2 separate regions of the Mus musculus genome follow, and region 2 is linked to region 1. Evidence: chromatin contacts called from public HiChIP or PLAC-seq data. All regions are on one chromosome and are shown on one strand. Each heading gives the region's core, a stretch centred on a gene start, on an enhancer-like site or on the middle of the called end of the contact. The rest is flanking DNA. Distances are from core to core; before and after follow the strand shown. Region 1 has its middle 280 kb from the start of Gm41333. Region 2 has its middle 13 kb from the start of Gm22521.

Region 1 (6,617 bases), core at 2,055-4,554:
TTAATCATTATTGCTTGTTTTTCAGGCTCCCTCTCCTAACATTTCTTGCAATCTAGGCAGAAGCTGAGACTCTGTAAATGGCACACAGAAAGCGGAAAGGATTTAAGGTGACCACAGGGAGGAAGTGCCCCTGACAAATCTCTGAAGGTTGTTGCCAAGGCATGATGGCTTGGGATTGCTCTGCTTGCCAGGACTGAGCTGTTCCTTCTTGTATTATCTCCATGTAGCAGAAGCCGGGCTTGGGCTTGTAAAGAAGATAGCATATTCAAGGCAGGTGGATTCCAGGTGAGAGCTGGTTGTAAAGTTAGCACTGGACTGGACAACACAACCATAAATTATGAATTAAAGAAGAAATTTTGACCCTGAAGGCAGCTGCACTGCAAATCATTTTTCTTGAAGTTAACAAATACCGACAAAGTGACCTCGTTCTGTCTGAGGAGGAATACAACAAATAAACCAACAGCAACAAAGCGCTAGTAAAAACTGTACTGCAGGGTAAAAAATACGTTGAACAAAGCTTTTCAGTGCTGCAAATGTTTTACTCTGGAATCTAGTTATTTAAGACAATTTTGCTGAACAGTCACAGAGTGCTTGCAGAATGGTCCAGTCTGACATCAATTCATAGTGTCTGAAGGTGAGATGTGGAAAGGAAAAGGGGTTAAATAGGGGAGAGAGATGAAGCAAGTGAGAAGATTGTATGCTTAGATATGATAAACAATTAAACCTTTGTGGGGACAAGGAAGGGTAGGAAGCAGTAGTGTTCTGTGAAGGTGTGCCATTCATGTGGGGAACATAGTTGATGAACTTTCTTTGAACTTTGGGAGGGGGAACAAGGATTAACAATGACAGATGTTTCAGAAACATAGGGAGAGAGTACAAGCAGCCATGAAACACAGTTAGCATTGCTGAGTTAGAGGGCAGGATACTTATGGAGGACAGAGACTTGACTGCAATTTAGTTAACCTCAAGAATCAATCTTACATCTGTGTGGCATGGTACAAACTTCAGCCTACAGAGATTAAAAACAAAATTGTATCAACACCCAGGCATATATCCTACTATGATGACAAACATTAACCTAACCGGGGTCTTGTTCTTCCTGGCATACTGAATGACAGAAAACACATAATACTGTTTGACGAATAGTCTATTTTTATTCTAGTTAGTATCCATATATACAGAATGGGTTAGCAAAAGAGACAACACATATATTTATAAACTAGCCTCCAAAAACACTTATCTATGCTGTCCAAAGAGTAGACATAAGAATAGTCCAAATGAGAGGGGCCAGTAAAAAGTTACACTAAGCACTGAGGAGGAACACAATCTTAAAGTCACTGTTTCAATTAGAGAACGGAATTAAATCTCCAACGTCATGGAGAAAACAGTGTTTATAATGTTTCAAATCTTAATGTGAAAATGATCTGGAACGTCACAGAACTAGTAACAAATGCAAGGTAAGACGGGGCATGATAGGGAAAAAGAATGTGATAAACTCATTGTCCAATGGAAGAAGCAAGGGTCATGTCTTTGTAATGTGTTCGTAGCTTTATTTTTGAGGTGTATCTCTAGGTTCTGTTCACTAAGATGAGCATTTTTCTAATACATAATGAAAGTTGAAGAATATAAAAACTAACAAGGAAGAAAGCCCTGGAAGGTAAGTTATATCTGAAAAATAAAAACAACAACATCATCATTATCAACAACAACAGCCCCCCCCCCAGCAGCAGCAGCAGTAACAGCAGCAGCAGCAGCAGCAACAGCAACAACAACAACAACAACAACAACAACAACAACAACAACAACAACAACAACAACAACAAAAACTTTGAAAGCCATGTGAATTTTAGTCTATAAGAACCAACTAAATGTTTAAATCTATACTTCTGAGACAATAATGCAGATGGAGTTTGGGAGGTAACTGTGGAATCTCAAAGATGTCTACTCTTCTTGGGAAAGGTGAGCCACCACTATTGCCTATTTGGTCATGGTATAAAAGGTAGGAAAAACAGCCACAGAGCAACTCAATGTTCCTCATGATTCTGTAAGGTGACTGAGAAACACCCACTAGAATTCAGTTACCTTATAATAGAGATACAATAAGGGACTTTCCTTTCTTCAATTATTCCTCACCTCTGGGCTTGAGCTTTGGTATGCAGCAGCAGATGTTCGAGTCTACCCTTCCTAGTTCATGCTTCCTCATGAGGAAGATGTGGGTAAAAGACTTAGCTCAAAGACTCTTGCAGAATTCAAAGGCAGGGCTGTCCAGAGCTCTTAGCAAGAGATGTGGGAGGTACTTGTCACTGCTAGGTCCTTGTTTTCAAAGAACAATGAGCTAAATCTATCTAAACTCGGAGGCCTGTGTGCTAGGTAAGCTGTCAATGGAATGGTTCTCTGGAGAGTTTGTTCCTGATGTATTTCTGGAAAGAAAGAAACTGGGACCGAAAAGGGAGGTGGTGCTTATATCCAGAGAGGACCTAGGGATCTCATCTCTATTCAGTGCTCTGCTGTCATTGTAATTAACAGGCTTTCCTACCTTGAACAATCTTTTCTTAACACAATTCCCAACTACCTGTACAGTATATTGGGAGAGAAGCCCCTTCTATACTTACAGTTTCAATGACGATGGTTATTGATTTTTCCTTTAATAACTAACTTCTACATCTCTTTCCCCAGGAAGGAAACAAACCAAGCTATTTATGGCTCCCTCTTCATTTAGTTGCATAAGAGCAGTTCTTCTCGGGAAGGGTGCACTTCCGTACTTTGGGATCCTGCAGTCTAGAAAGGGAAACTCCTCTGATGAATCACTGACCAAGTCAAGGCTTGGCTGACCTCAAGTTTTCAAAACTGTGCCTTCTGCACCACATTCTTTGGGAAGTCTTCTCAGATTTCTCAGTATGTTGGAGTACCAACCAACAACACCCCTTCCTTCCTTCTGCCTATGTTCTTGCCTGTATGTGAGAACTCTGCCTCTGGGCCAGATTTCCTCAACTTTCACTAGAAAGTCGTGAAGAAACAATGGCCTCTATTCTTAGTAGCTGTAGTGGAGCACATGCAGGAGGTATGGGATGTTGCCATTTGCTTCTTTTTGCCCATGTTGAGGTTTATCTGTGTCCACACTGCTTCCTGAGTTCCTGCCATTTCAGAGTCCCTTGTCATTATGAGCCTATACAACAGTTGTGCTTTTAGTTTCCTGTATTAAGGTCCTTTCTTCTTGAAATATGCAGAGAGCCCAGTTTCTTCACATTCAGACTGTGAACCACCCAGCTGAATGAAGAGCATTGTTCTGAGGCAGTCCTTTTAGTACCTCCTTGCTGTTATCACCACAATCAGTAGCTTCAATGTTGAACCCCGGAGTGTGAAGCATAGCAGGAACTAGGAGTGTTTTATTCAGCTGCTGAGACACACACAAACACACACACTCATTCACAAACAGACAGAGAGACAGAAAGACAGAGAGATAGAGACACACAGAAAGAGACAGACAGAGACAGAGAGAAGCACCCCAGTATCACTTACATGGCAATTAGGATATTTCAAGCCCAAGTCTAGCTTGGTCTACAACTTTTATGCTTATCTGGGCTACATAGTAACCTCCTGTCTAAAGAGAACTCAAAGACTGAGCTCAGAGTAGAGTGTGTGCCTAGCATTTGAGAGGCCCCGTGTTCTATCTCTGACACCACAGAAAAAGAAATGAGAAAAAGGAAAGAGGCCTTTAGGGCCATCAGGAGTTGGTGGCTTCCCCAGACACATACTAGGAGCTCAGCAAAGGCCTCCTAGGGGGACCACAGCAAGGGGGGAACGAGGCTAATGAAACCAAGAGCAGTAAGTCAAGGATGCTGGTGAGTCATTTCGGTTCCACAGGGTTAACCATCTAACAACTATTAATCATTGGGAAACCAATTAAATTTCCCAATTCTTGCCACTTGATAACCATGTTCTGGTTTTGTGAAACTTGCCAACAATCACCAGTTAAAAAGGAGGGTGAGAAGAACTTAGCTGGATTCCCCGCTGTTGCAAGTGTGTAGCATATGGGTCACCTTCCTTCAAGTGATCATGCAATTGATGCTTTGTCACCTTGGAGATCCATGGAGGAAGGTGCATGAGTCCATTTTCTATTGAGTTGTATACATATACATATGCTTATATGTATATATGCAAATATATGTGTGCATTTGTGTGTATGTATGTAAGTATGTATGTACAAACATATGTATGTATAAATCAATGTGCATCTTAAACCAAGTGCTGGCAAAGTTTATCCTCAGAGGCAGAGAGTAGGTATATACTTTAGCTGTGGTCATATGTTCTGTGCCCTAGGTATTGTACTCTGCCTTTGTACAAAAGCCTTTTGCAAATCAATGAGTATAACTGTGTTTTAGTGAAACTTTATAGCAATAGGGCAAATGAAGACTTTTATCCACTTGTTCATTTTTGCAAATAAAATTAGTTCAAGCTGTAAAAAACATGTTTACTTAAAAATGTTTTATTGACAAAAATCTGGTCAGTGGGCCAGATAGTTCATAGTTTTTGCTCTTAGCTAGCTGACCTTTGCCAAATTATTTCCTTATCCAAATCTAAAAAATACACTACCCTCATTTATCTTACACCCCCCACCCCATGAGTTCAGAAGTTGGTCTTGAAACAAGGTGGAAAGGCACAGCTGGCCTGAAGTTCTAACACTCTTACTGAACAAACTGTGATGATGGGTGAGACACCAACCTTTATTCAACCTTTGCTACTGTTGAGGGCTCTGTCGTATGAGTTGTCAAAGCATAACAATATGCAGGGGGCATGCACATATGCATATTAAAGAAGAAGAAACTGAGGCATGTGAAACTTGGTCCAACCTTCTGGATTACATCTGTTTCCAGGTGCTCAGGCTCTTTGTAAGACTTTTATTTTTAATATTTATTTATTTATTTATTTATTTATTTATTTATTTATTTATTTATTTAGTGGCTGGGCATTGGAGCCTAGGGTCTAATTTAAGGAATACGCAGAATGGACCGGATTGGGACAGTTTCCTCGAAGAAGTCACAGTTCCTTCTGTCTATCTGTTCAGGGGTTATGCCAATTGCTTTTTCTCTACTCCAGTCTTTGTTACTTTTCTTCTCTACCTTCCTCTATGTATCATTTAAAACATCTTGCTACAAGTACAACATACAGTATTCCTTATAGAAAAAGGAGAAATTTTAGATAAGCCCAAGGCAGATATATTTATTTATAAAAATATGCTGCAATATAAATCACTATCTGCTCACTGCTACATACACACACACACACACACACACACACACACACACACACACACGGACTTTCTACCTATGTGTACATTTTAAAAGTCAGCTTTAAAATTTTTTATTGACAAATTTTTTCACACAGTACATTTTGATTATGTTTTCTCTTCCCCAAATTCTTCCCAGATTATTCCCACCCCTCTGCCCACCCAGCTTTATGTTTTCTTCTCTCTTTAAAAAATTGAGAAAATTAAGAAACACACACACACACACACACACACACACACACATACACACACACACACTTCTCAAACTGTGAAAAACTCTGGAGAGAAGCAGCCTAAAAGAAAGCAAGCTTTATTTTGGCTCATGATGCTGGAGATTTGCACCCAAAGTTGAAAGAATACCCTGCTTTGAGCCAAAGACTATTATGGCAGCAGGAGTGGATGTTAGTAGAGACAGATCACCTCTCATAGCTGAAACATCTCTAGGGTATGCCACCAAATGACTTACTTCCTTTATCTACCCCCTAAAGTTTGTAGTATCTGCCAAAGCAGTGTGACCACCAGCTGAGGAAAAAGATGCCAACCCAGGGCATAGTAGGGGCATTCCATATTCAAATCATAATGTTGTAACCATGTTTCCTCTTCTTGGCTACCTTTCTTGCTTGCTTGCATTTGTTTCGGTCTTTTCTTTATGCACTTCCTGTCCCCTTTCCCCGTATCATTTAGATGTACACAGTCCATAGTTTTGAGCACAGTCATAGTACTGGACAACTCATGTCCAGCATGATTTTCCTCTTGTAAGACTGGTTATTTGTACTCATTATACAATTTCCTATTCCTCGTCTTCCCATATCTCTATTTCCACCCTTCTCTTTGGCTCTATGAACATATCATTTCCAAGGTATCCCATATATAAGGAATACAACAGCCTTTGATCTTTGGTGACATTACTATTTCAATTCTCATACTGTCTTGATTCATCTGTGCTGTATCTTTTATCAGAGTTCCATGCCTTTTTAAGGCTGAATATAATCCCAATGTGAGTATATACTGTAATTTTGTCTATTCATTTATTTGCGGGTGGTTGAATTGTTGTCATGAATAATTATTAATCTGCATATGAGTGTATAAACACAGCCTACCCCCCACTTATTTTAGAGGTTCTCACTATGTAGTCCTGGCTAGCCTAGAACTTACTATGGAGCCAGGATGGCCTTGAACTTGAAGTGAACTGCTTGAGGGCTAGGATTACAGATGTGTACTGTACCTTGCTTGCTCTCTGTCCTTCTTGGTATTTACTAAGAAGCATATTTTCTAGAGCATATGGTCATTCTATGTTCCTACCCTCAATTTCTGAAACAATATAGAATGC
Region 2 (6,617 bases), core at 2,372-4,871, 390 kb after region 1:
CAGAACAGAATCAAAAAGGTTGGATCCCTTAAGACTGCAGTTAGAGATAGTTGTGAGCTGCTCTGTGGGGCTTGAATTGAACCTAGGCTTTATGAAATAGCAGTCAGCACTCTCTGCATTTGTTGCTTTTCTAATAAGAACCCTTCTGACCACTGTGAGATGAAAATCTCAAAGTACCTTTAATTTGCACTTCTCTGACAGCTAGTGATACATGACTCTTTAAAGATGTTTATTAGCCAGTTGTATGCCTTCTTTTGACGATTCTGCTCAATTCCACTGTATTCCACCATTTGAAAAATTAGGTTGTTCATTTTCTTGATATGTAGTTTGTAAGTTCTTGGCTTATTATAGGTAGTGATTGTCTGTAGGCTTCTTCTTCACTCAGTTGACAATTTCCTTTTCTGTGTGGAAAGTTTTTAATTTTAGTGGGTTTTAAATTTAGTTTTAAATTTAGTGGGTTTACTGATTCTTAACCTTATTTCTTGGGTGAGCGTGTTATATTCAAAAAGCTATTGGTTAGATCCATCTCTTGTAATGTGTTTTCTACTTTGGTGAGTTTCAGATTTTATATGGAGGTCTCTGATCATTTTTTTGTTGAATTTTGTTCAGAGTAAGATATAAGGTCTGTATACGGTTATCCTATTTTCTAAACACCATTTTTGAATATGCTGTCTTTTGTTGAATGTGCTATATTTTTTGACTTTATGAGATATGTTTACCTTATTGGACCTTCATACCTGTTGATAACAGATGTAAATGGTAATTGAGAGACCACTACTTATTGTTACCTTTCAAATCTCTCTGTTACACACACGCGCACACATACACACACACACACACCACACCACATCACATCACATGTATCCTTTTTTCTGTGCTGGGAAAGGAAACCATAGCTTCATCAATGCAAAACAAACATTGAGCCAGTGAGCTATATCTACAACCTGGACAGTAATTTCTCAAATTATTTTCTTTACTATTTTAAAGATAATTTATGTATTTTCTCACAGGCCAAGTTTATTGTAACACTTTTGTAGTTCACTCATTTTAATTGATCACATTGTTATTACTTTAAGCCCTTCAGAGTAACATGTTTTCTCTGTTAATCTGAATTCAATTTAATTATGCTCAGTATAACTACAATCAACACTGAGTACCTATTTTGTGACGGATACTGTGCCTTATTGTATAAATTGCGATTAAAGTGATTCCTGTGTTGTCTTAAAGTAGTCATAGTCTATGAGAAACCAGATTTGTACATAAGTAAATGTTTTGTTTTGTTTTTTAAATCACTGAGATAATTCAAAGAGTATTTGAACGATGTTAAGAGAACTCTTTGCTGTCTGAAAGCAGACAGGCTCCATGGAGCAAAGAGAAAGTACGCAGGGGTATCACAGCAGCTGAAGTGACACCTGAGGTAGATGGCAAAGGTTAATTCATTATTTCACAGAAAAGAGTCACTTTCACCATAAGGGTCACTAGGTAAAACAAGACCAGTAGATGGACATGCACAGTGTTTAGAAAGACACTCTAGCATTTGGACACAAAGGTATGTGCCATGTATTTGTTCAAAGTTTATTTTGGGAATTCCAACTCTAACTTTAAACACCTACTCAGCCTCAAAACTGTCTAGGTTTTAGAATCCATGTTCATTAAAGGGCAGTTTAGACACTATATTTTGTCACGTGATCGTGCCAAGCAGGGAGTTTCTGTTTCCTGTCACCCATGGAACGAGCCCACATCTCCTTTGTTATCTTTCACACCATCCTAAGTAGAGTGATATAATGAACACAGTTTTCTGAATCTGATGACACGTGCAGAGCGGTTGAAATCTCCTTTGAGATTAAAGTCTTCAGTAAGTATAAAGCCACTAGCCTGTTAAACCTAGCTTCACTGAACAGTTATAATTCTGGATATGCAAAGAAAATTCTCTGTGACCCATATAATCTGTTTCCCCTTCATCAGCTCAGCTACTTTATCCAACACTGTGGCTACTGAAAGGAGCCAGATACAAATGGTCATAGACTATATGACCCTATTTATATGAAGCATCCAGAAAGCAAATCTGTGCTGTCTAAGTATATAAGTAGTTTCCAGAGGCTGGAGAAAGGGGCAAATGAGAAGTAACTGTTAGCAATGCAGCCTTGCTCTTTATTTTTTCCATTTTAAAATTTTCACACTGGGCATCATGTAGTTCCCACCAGCTTAAACTTAGGGTTTAGTCACGAATGACAGTGAGCTTCTGCTCTGCCTGCCTACACCTCCTGAGCACATGGATTACAGTCAAGCACCACCACGCCAACTTATGCAATATTGGGAACAGGACGTAGGGCTTCATGCACCTAGACAAATATGCTTATCAATTGAGTGGCTTCCAACCCTGGCCTTAATTTTCATTATATTAAGTATGGCACTTAATCTTAACATCTCCATATATGTATGCTCTATTTTAGTCTTAACTACTTTCCCCTCCCATTACACTTCATTACTCCCTTACCTTATTTCTACTTCCACATCTCTGACAGCACCTCCTCCTTTATATTACCATGGCCCTTTTCCTCTCCCAGAGGCTACACATGGGAAGAACCACGTGATACGTCTATTTTATGGACTTCCTATCTCACTTAACATAATGATCTCCATTCCTAAAAATGATAGGGCTTCGTTATCCTCAGCAGCTGAGCAAAGCTTTATTGGGCATATGCACCATGTTTTCTGTATCAGTTCATCTGCAAGTGGGTAACTGGGCAGATTCTACAGATCTGATGTAGATAGTGCATAAAGACACATGGGCATGAAGATATCCTTATAGGAAGTTCATATTACTTTTTGAGTATATTCTTTTGAGAACTATGGATATTTTCTTTTTTATTGTTTTAAGAACCTCCATATTAATTTTCATTGTCAGCTATACATTTTAAGATGATGAAAATGGCTATAGTTGGATAAAGGTGATAATTCAAACTTGTGAATATAGTAAAAATAACTATAAATTAATTAACTGTAAAAGTAAATGATTTCTATTGCAAGGGTGAACTTTACAGTGTGTGAGGCTGTGGATACAGCTCAAGATATGGCTATGGCTGTGGATATGGCTCTGGCTATGGCTGTGGATATGGCTCTGGCTCTGGCTGTGGATATGGCTCTGGCTCTGGCTGTGGATACGGCTTTATTACTACTGAAATTTGATGAATAAATCAGTTTTGTTTTGTTTTAGATCAGACTTTCTCAGAAATATTATAGGCAGTCACAAACATTTTGGATTTAATCTTCTGTTTTCTCACAAGCTGCAGACCACAATTATTGCTCCTTATCCAGTGGCTGGCTTTTCTAGAAGGAAGAACTAGATAATTATTGGCAAATTTGCCAGATGGGTGAATTCACAAATTATGGAAGATATTCTTTTGGGTTTTGAGCCTTAAGAAATGAATGATAAGTATATTTATCTCTGTGGGCTACATTTCCATTTCAGCCAGCAGTGTAGCTTAAATTCAAGTGATTTGGCTATGATACAAATAGCATACATTATATGCAAATTTCCCAAGCATATGAACACAATCACATTCACAGTTGGAAGAAAGTGAAACAAAAATCTATATTTAACCACACAGTCACTTATGCTAAAAATACCATCTTTCAAGACACATCTCATTTTTCCAGTGGTTGGAAAATAAACTTCATAGTATGCTCTCCGTGGCACTGATGATCAATTGTAAAATTATGGCATAAAATTTTAATCTGCTATTTTCCCCCTCTGAGCAATTGATTTTTTTTTTCAAAGCAGTGAAACTGTGGCTTTCTCCCATTTCCAGGCCTTTGAGCTAGTGATTATTCTAAACACCTGTTTTGCTCTCAAAATAAAAGGATTCCAAAATATGTATGGTGATGCATGACTACTTGCTATTTAGTACTTGTGTATGTTGGGGACATATCCACTCAGATGAAACCTGGGAAATGCATTTGTTTTTCTTGTTCAGCCTCCATTACTACTGCTCTCCCCTTGAGATACTTCAAAGCTCATCTGCTAATAAAACTCAGTTTTGACAAGGGGGGGGGGAGTAAAGTACTGAGCTTTTAAATCTTAATATTCCCAACACCCGTTTTCCTTTATCCTCCTCTGGCGATAGAAGCCATCAAAACAAGTTTATGGTTTATAAAGACACCTCCATGCTGCCTTTAAAAAAATGATGCTGTATCTGTGATTTAGGATGTTCTTCGACTGAAGAGGGGACCCCAGAATACTCTTTATATAAATGCTGGATGGCAGTACCTTTAGAAGCCTTTGACAGTATGGCAGGTGGTAGGGTGGGGATGGAAGACTTAAAGTATATTAGCATATTAAAGTCCTAAGGTATATAAGAACACCACTTTTTCATGTTTAGAAAAGTGACTAATAGGTTAAAAAAATCGAAAGTATGATCTTGGCACCAGAACCTAATGGAGATACTAAAGTTTATGTTTCTCACTGTATCTGTCCATTAATATACAAAATATATCTTCAGGATCTATATGACTCTCAATTTCATTTGACATTTTTTTTTTTTGAAGTTGGAAATGTTTTCTCTTCAGGTATTTTTTTTTTTCTGGATAATTTAGTCTACTCTCCTAGCCTTAGAAATGTATGTACCACAATATTTTAGACATGATTCGGGCTAATTACTTCTTGTTATTGGTGAAATACAATTCTTGTTCTCAGTAATTTCACACAAAAAAGTGTTCTTGTCATTGTCACGATCATTGTCATCATCATTGTCATTGTCATCACCATCATCATCTGCCATGGGTTGGGCACTTTCTTTCAAAGAATAGTGTAGGTATTCCAGCTCCTTATGTATTTTGGTTCAAGTACATAGCTATAAAATGACTCTCCCATGCTGCTTCTTAGTGAAAATGAATCTGGAAATACCGCTCTCTTGTCCCTGATAAAGGGTAAATGGAAACTAAAAATGGAGCAAACTCTTGCATTGATCCTTTTCAGTCTCCAACAGTCAACTTCATTCCTCCTGTTTAACATAAAATATGGGAGTGTGTGGGTGGGAGGGGAAGCACCCTCTTACAGGCAAATAGGAGGGGAGTGGGGTGGGGAGTTCATGGAAGGGAGACTGAGAAGGGAGCCAACATTTGAAATGTAAACAAATAAAATGATAAATAAATAAATAAATAAATAAATACAATATGCTGGTCTTCTCCCTACCAGGCACAGTTTAATGTCCTGTTCAAAGAAACTGTATCTCCAGATGCTGTGCAGGCTTCTCCATTCATCCAGATGTCTGCCTTCATGAAGATGATCCATGAAGATAAGTTTCCTTCCCCCATCGTCCTTCCTGCCTCCCAACAGCTATTATACAATAGCAGACCTTGCATGGTTTATGGAAACATATCATCTCACTTATGAAGGGGAAACATACAATAAATATAAACCACTAGTTACAATAGACACTTGGGTTTCCATCCCAGACCCCCCTCAAGGGCCCTAACTGCTCATGCTCTCATTTCTTAGTTCTCAGCTCATGTTCCTTCAACAAATGCCATTTAAGAACAGTACCTATTCTGTAGCAGCTTGCATCCAGTAATTGATGTAGGGTGTAAAGACATAGCTTGTTGCATCAACTGGGACGTTCGGGAAGAAATTTTCCAGCTTCTACTCTTCAGTGCGATTGGCTGAGTCCTTGGTTGTGAATACTTTATGGCTCAAGTGCTTTCTCAGCATACTTCTGATGCTCCACTCCTTCCTTGGAATGATTTCCCATGGCATTTTTCAAGTACCCTTTTTTGCTTAGCTTTCAGATCTTAGGTCATGATCTGAGGACCTTGAGTTCAGATACTGGTCATCATACTGGTCATCGTTGTCCTGACATTCCACAAGATTAAGTTTGAATGGGTCGCACTAATGTGGATACTTGAGAAAGTTTCTTTGCAGGCCCCAAATCTGTTTTCACTGGTAGAAAAACACCCTGTGTGTGTGTGTGTGTGTGTGTGTGTGTGTGTGTGTGTGTGTGTGTGTGCACTTAATGACCTGTGGTTCTATCTTTGGGTGCCTTTGTTCTTTTAACAATAGCGATTTTAGAGGACATTTTAATCAGTACCAGTGTATATCATCCTTAAGGGATTTACAATTTGTGTCCTGTTGTTGTTGTTGTTGTTTTTAATACTAAAATCCTAAAGATGAATTAAGCCTAAAGGACTTCTGCTTTTAAATGAATTTAAAATTTTAGTGAATTTATGCCAGTATAATATTTCCAACAGTTTTGTACTTTCTAATTGATGTTACATGTCAATTCCATGTATGAAAACACTCCAATCTGTTTCATAGACTTGGTTCTCATATACACTTTTTAAAATTAATCAATTTTATGTTTCCTACTTTTCACTTTCAGTCTTTGCTAATGAAGTCCTCAGGATTAAATAGATTGATTGAAACGTATTTATCATTGTCTCAGTTAAGAATTTTCTCCATCCTGGACCATGTAGAGACTGCCATAGCCAGGGATCCACCCCATAATCAGCATCCAAACGCTGACACCATTGCATACACTAGCAAGATTTTATTGAAAGGACGCAGATGTAGCTGTCTCTTGTGAGACTATGCCGGGGCCCAGCAAACACAGAAGTGGATG

The links. HiChIP or PLAC-seq counts read pairs in DNA pulled down with a chosen protein or histone mark.
Region 2: a BATF HiChIP or PLAC-seq map of CD8 T cells shows a contact between it and region 1, with 12 read pairs. The contact joins two enhancer-like sites. A contact is called at or near these places in 1 of 484 Hi-C or Micro-C datasets (3T3-L1-derived adipocytes) and 1 of 115 datasets of contacts at active chromatin or transcription factors (CD8 T cells).

The regions. Positions count from the first base shown.
Region 1 is chr15:62,389,752-62,396,368 of GRCm38.p6, forward strand. No RefSeq gene overlaps it. Among named protein-coding and RNA genes, the nearest start is that of Gm41333, 280 kb to the right of the region's middle. Within about 2 kb of position 3,305, at least 86 of the 459 cell types and tissues checked have an H3K27ac peak or open chromatin away from gene starts, as enhancers often do. A contact at or near this core is called in CD8 T cells, where this site is marked.
Region 2 is chr15:62,777,355-62,783,971 of GRCm38.p6, forward strand. No RefSeq gene overlaps it. Among named protein-coding and RNA genes, the nearest start is that of Gm22521, 13 kb to the right of the region's middle. Within about 2 kb of position 3,622, at least 12 of the 459 cell types and tissues checked have an H3K27ac peak or open chromatin away from gene starts, as enhancers often do. A contact at or near this core is called in CD8 T cells, where this site is marked.